2 separate regions of the Mus musculus genome follow, and region 1 is linked to region 2. Evidence: chromatin contacts called from public HiChIP or PLAC-seq data. All regions are on one chromosome and are shown on one strand. Each heading gives the region's core, a stretch centred on a gene start, on an enhancer-like site or on the middle of the called end of the contact. The rest is flanking DNA. Distances are from core to core; before and after follow the strand shown. Region 1 holds the start of Klrc1 (killer cell lectin-like receptor subfamily C, member 1). Region 2 has its middle 14 kb from the start of Klrk1.

Region 1 (2,953 bases), core at 189-2,688, 70 kb before region 2:
AACAGCTCAGATAAAGCCAAGTGCATGGAACACACAGGGGACCGTCTCAAAGTGCTTGTCATCGTCTATGGAGAGTTAGCCATCATCTGGAACACACTGGGGACCATCTCATAGTTCTGTCCTTGTTGTCTATGGAGAGTTAGTCACCCTCTTGCATTTCTGTTCCTTTATGAATATAATTAAACCTACTACTACGGAGGACCTGATGATGAAGTGTGAATTCTACGTGTTGAAATCTATGTGCTGTGGCTCTTTGGATGAAACCATATCAATTTATCCCAGAGGGTGCAGATTCTTAAAAGGATTCTCTCACTGAGTGGTGAAGAACAATAGTGAAAGTGGAAACTAAAATATTGATTTAAATAGGTAGTATTTATTGAGAGCTCTGCATGCCAGAGGGGAGTACTAATTGCCTTACATGATTTTTTTTTCATTTTAGATTAATGCACAGGGCTATTACTAACTTCTCAAGAGTCACACAAGTTTTAAAACCAGAATTAATTCTAGATCTCACTTATTCCAGGGCTAACTGATTGAATTGTTAAATTATATTGGGTTATTACAATTGTATTTTATGTGACTAAAATGACACTCAATTTGGCAGCCTTGGACTCTTTGGGAAATTTTGAATCATCATTCTACTATGAATCATTTTTTCATGTTATAGTTTCACTTGTTGGCTAATTTTTTTAAATAAAATGGAATTAAAATGGTCTTTGAAATATTTTGAATATCATTTGTTTTAAGCATGATTTTTTTGACATAGCATTTTCAAGAATGTACAATATCCTTTAAGTTTTAGTCATTTCTCTGAACTCAATTATTCCAAATAAAATAAATTTTACATCAAACATATTTTAATAAATACATTAGCTATTAAAATCATATGCATGTTTTATACACATATATATGTATCAACCTTCCTAGGTTACCTATCTAGAGAAGTCAGATTTTCTCATTATTGGATTTTAATTTATTACTAAAGTTTAGCTGATTGCTGTGTGTGCATGCACAGATAAAAATATAGCAATGATAATTAAAGAGGAGATCATGAATTTCAGAGAGGGAGGAAGGAATGAAACAGGTTGGAAGGGAAGAGAGGGGGATAGAAATTATGTGAAATTCTGAAAATAATTTTAAAAAGTAATTTGAAATGAATTCAACATTCATTTCTATTAGTGTTGGGATCTTTGGTGTAAGCATTACCTATTTCATGGTGTTAGTCCTATGAAAACTAAATTTAATTTATAAAACAATTCTTTGGTTTGTCAGCATCTTTGTTCCCCATTAAGTTGTTGCCTTATCAAAAATATTTTGCCAAAAGTTGTTGTTGCTGTTGTTGTTGTTGTTACCACAGCACTCGTATTCATTGTCCAAGGGAAGAAAAATAGATTAGGTTTAAATTTCCAACTGCAAAATGAGTGCCATTGTTCCAAACTCCTCCTCCTTTGGCCTCATCAGATTGTGTACCTTTGCCTCAGCACATCACTAGCTGCAGACATGAGTAATGAACGCGTCACCTATGCAGAACTGAAGGTGGCAAAGAACTCAAGGAACCAGCACAGGAAACCAAGGGGTCCTCGCAGCTCCATTTCAGTCATCGAGCAGGAAATCATCTATTCGGACTTCAGCTTTCAAAATCCTTCTCAGGAGCATCCCTGGATCTGCAGGAATTGCCCCTGCAAAGGTGAGCCACTGGGTGGACCCTGCACTGCGATGCCAGGGCCATGAAGAGGTGTGGGCAGAGGTAGAAATGGTCTTTTTTGGGAGGGCCGTAGTTCTCACTTGACCTATGCTTTTGTAAATTGGGAGCGTAGATTTCACTCTGTTGTAAGACTTTCTGGATCGCTCTGTTCACCAAAAGTAAAACAGTACTGCCTACAAACAGATCACTGCATGGAGAAGAGCCGGGGATCAGAGGTTATCTGTTTGTCTCAATGTGTATGTAGGTTTTTTGTGTTCATAAACCTTGTGAACAGCCACCTTCATAAACCCTTGCATTTCTCTCTGAAGGTTTTCCATCTCCTCCAGAGAAACTCATTGCTGGTACCCTGGGCCTCATCTGTTTTGTCTTAATTGTCGCTGTGGTTGTAATTACTACAGTTGCCACACCATGTAAGCATGCTTTTTTTAAGACTATAAAGGAACTTTCCACTTTAATGACTGGAAGTGCCTTTCAAAACTTCCTATCAAGGACAGTTTAGTTTAAAGTATGTATTTGTATTAAATGTGGAATGGTTGTTATGATATTCAGAATATTATGACTATCAGAGGAATTGTATAAATGTTTGCTTTTGATTTTTCAATGATTCCCTAACTTAAACACATAGTTCAGAGCCTTGGAGATTCTTTACTGAGATGTGAAAACTGTTTGGAAAGTGGTTTTGTCATAGGTTACACAGTAAAAGATGTTGAAATTTGGGCTTTCATTGAAGTAATTTTCTCCAAAGTTTTTCACATGGGTGGGGGGGGGGCAATTAAAATTGTACTTCACAGTGTCCTAATTCAAAATGGTACAACAGACTCAGATTAAGAAACTAAAATTGTTACAATTATTTTGGGTGTTAATTTAATAAGAATATTTTAACTCTTCAGATACCGAAGCAAAGGCACAGATCAATTCCTCAATGACTAGAACCCACAGAGGTACATTTTGCTTGTCAAAGTTCTGATATTTGTTCTGATATTTGTACATTGTATATTTTTCGTCTTATTATGCAAAGATATTAGGTTTTTAGGAAGAAAACAACCTGGAAATATGAATGCTGCATGTTCATAAATAAACATTAAGAACAAACTCTAATAAGACAAAAATGAATTTCACTGTTCTAGAATAAAACTTTTTATCCATGACTTTGAAAAAATCTGTAGGATAAATACTTATTTCTTGCTTCAGATAGACACATAAACACAGGGCCAGAGGGCAACTCTTTTCTTTGCTTGTGTACTTGAG
Region 2 (2,885 bases), core at 174-2,673:
TTCTTGGTCAAGAAATGGAGTTAGTTTTGCAGTGTAAACAGATTCCACTGTGCCTAGGGGAAAGGCAACTTAACACTTTGTGTTTATGTTTAAATATTTGAGGGTTACTGATAAGTGAGTCACAGGCATGAAGGCAGCTGCCATTAGAACAGTTTAAAGTTTTGCTCAATTTCCAACACTGTGTGAAGAAGCTGTTCTAAGATGTTAGGTCTTCTTATAGGCCCAGATCAAGAGAGCAAACATTCACTTTCCAATCATGTTCTCTTTAGTTCCCACCAGCTGTTCCATGGAAAGATTGAAAAGGAGCAGTTGACACTGATCACATCTAACCTCTGTGTATCACAGAAGTGCAGGGCCTGCCAAAGTTTGGGGATGGAGGAGAACGTAGAAACTATCCTCTGATTCTGTAGAAGGGAAAAGGCCTAGATCCAGGAGTCCTCAGAACAGTACGGGTCCTAGAAAGTTACTCAGAGACCCTCAGTGTTGAAGGCAAAGGGGAGTTTTACTGAAGTGGGATCAAACCAGCAAGAATAAAAGTCTAACAATTTTACATCTTTCTTAAAGAGATTATAACAGTAGGAAAGAGAAGCAAGGCAAGGGTTGGTGTGGTGGGTTTTATGGTATCTATCCTGGTCTTCTTGCTCTCTCTCTGTGTATTGATATTACTTTGGAACTTTCTCAGAATCCTCTATGTGGTGGTATGGCAAGAGCAAAGAAGGTGTCTGTTGTTTACCTTCCCTCCTCCTTCTTAAAATGCTCACCTATAATAAGAATCTTTAAGATACATAGTAATTGTAGGAAATAAAAGTCTAGGTTTGGCATCATATGCCTTTAATTCCAGCAGTCAGGACAGGAACAAGCAGGTTTCTATGAGTTTGAGGCCAGCCTTGTCAATAAGCTGATTCAAGACCAGCCAAGGCTACATGGTGAAACTCTTTTTCATAAAAACAAACAGCCTAGGAGAGATCAAAACCAAGAAAGAAAATCAAGATGATGTCAGAAAGAAAATAATCTTAGCCAGTTAGTCCTGAGAACTCCAGTGTCTTCTTCCCCTGATTTTTTTCCCCTGAGTTTAGGATAGTGATTTTTTTCTCTTTGAGAAAAGACACAAAACAATGTAGTGTCCTGATTCTAAGATCAAGATAAAGACAAGTGACCAGAGGCAAAGCATTCAACCATGATGATTCTTCAACACCACTTTGGGGCCTTGCACCCCAAGCTAACCTGTTTGTTCTAGGCATGGGAAAAGGAACTCAGCTGCTCTTAGGAAAAAACACAGAATCCCAGGCTGTCCATACTCTGCTCTGATAGCAGTTAAAAATATCTGCTTCTAGAAGTGAAGCAGGAAATCTTGTGACATGGACTCAACTGTGGTACACAGTAGAAGACCACAGCTGGCAAACAGGAAATTGATTCACACCCAAGATCTCACTGATACAAGACCACACTCAAAGATGGAGTGGTGGGGAGAAACCAGCTGCAGGCTTTACCCACTTCACTCACAGACCCCAAAAGGAAAACCTTGAAAATTAGATGGAGATGGGCCAGATATATTTTAAACATGGAACTGAAAAGCAAGGATTGATACTTTAAAAGGCTGAAGCAGAAAGTGTGGCAATCAGCATGGCTGTAGAAGACATTACAATGCATATGTGCAATGGATAAGAAGCATGAAAGAGAAATACACACAGAAAAGACAAGTTGTTAGATGAATGACTTGCTTCATGAACTCTCCTAAATCTCAATACTGTTGTCTTAAGACTAGCATTGAGCAGTTGAAAGTACTGGCTTCTCTTCCAGAGGATAAACATTCAATTTCCAGCAACTACATTGAAGCTTCGTAATTGTCTGTAATTCCAGTTCTAGGGGATCTGACACCCTCACAGAAACATACATAAAGGAAAAACACCAATGTCCATAAAATATAAAGCTAACACCAAACCCAGACACTATTGCATATGCCAGCAAGATTTTGCTGAAGGGACCCTGATATAGCTGCCTCGTATGAGGCTATGCCAGTGCCTGGCAAATACAGAAGTGGATGATCACAATCATCTATAGGATGGAACACAGGGCCCCAAATGTAGGAGCTAGAGAAAGTACCCAAGAGCTGAAGGGGTACTTTAGGTGGAACCCTATAGGTGGAACAACAATATGAACTAACCAGTACCCCCGGAGCTCATGTCTCTAGCTGCATATGTAGCAGAAAATGGCCTAGTTGGCCATCATTGGGAAGAGAAGCCCCTTGGTCTTGCAAACTTTATATGCCGCAGCACAGGGGAATGCCAGGGCCAAGAAGTGGGAGTGGGTAAGTAGGGGAGCAGGGCGGGGGGGGGGGTATAGGGAACTTTCGGGATAGCATTTGAAATGTAAATAAAGAAAATATCTAATAAAAAAAGAATCAAAAAATAAAGCTAAAAAGAAGCACTAGCATCAGTAATACTAGCAATTTATCCTTAGATCATGCAAATGTTTGCTACAAAATCTGGCATTATAAAATTCTTACATGTAATTTCCTGAACTTCTTGTTGGTCTTATCCTTCATCCTCCTCCTATAATGCCACAACATCCACCTCCATCTCTTCTTCTCCTTCTCCTCCTCCTTCTCCTTCTCCTCCTCCTCCTCCTTCTCCTTCCTTCTCCTTCTCCTTCTCCTTCTCCTTCTCCTTCTTCTTCTCTTTCTCCTTCTTCCTCTTCCTCTTCCTCTTCCTCCTTCTCCTTCTCCTTCTCCTCCTTCTCCTCCTCCTCTTCTTTAAATTTTATTTATTATGTTGGCAGGGGCACACATGCCACAGCCCACAAGTAGACATCAAAGACAACATGGGGAAATCAATTTTCTCTCTCTTTCCGGGATGTGGGTTCCAGAGACTGAACTCAAGTTGTCA

The links. HiChIP or PLAC-seq counts read pairs in DNA pulled down with a chosen protein or histone mark.
Region 1: a BATF HiChIP or PLAC-seq map of CD8 T cells shows a contact between it and region 2, with 24 read pairs. The contact joins the promoter of Klrc1 here to the enhancer-like site in region 2. A contact is called at or near these places in 1 of 39 promoter capture datasets (macrophages), 1 of 15 datasets of contacts at CTCF or cohesin (CD8 T cells), 3 of 115 datasets of contacts at active chromatin or transcription factors (CD8 T cells, effector CD8 T cells and memory CD8 T cells) and 4 of 9 other capture datasets (adipose tissue, liver, macrophages and 1 more).

What each region holds. Positions count from the first base shown.
Region 1 is chr6:129,677,458-129,680,410 of GRCm38.p6, reverse strand. Klrc1 (killer cell lectin-like receptor subfamily C, member 1) reads left to right here and starts at 1,438. Exons shown (of 7, transcript NM_001136068.2): 1 at 1,438-1,687; 2 at 2,014-2,115; 3 at 2,596-2,646. The coding sequence starts at 1,501.
Region 2 is chr6:129,607,084-129,609,968 of GRCm38.p6, reverse strand. No RefSeq gene overlaps it. Among named protein-coding and RNA genes, the nearest start is that of Klrk1, 14 kb to the left of the region's middle. Within about 2 kb of position 1,423, at least 58 of the 459 cell types and tissues checked have an H3K27ac peak or open chromatin away from gene starts, as enhancers often do. A contact at or near this core is called in CD8 T cells, effector CD8 T cells and memory CD8 T cells, where this site is marked.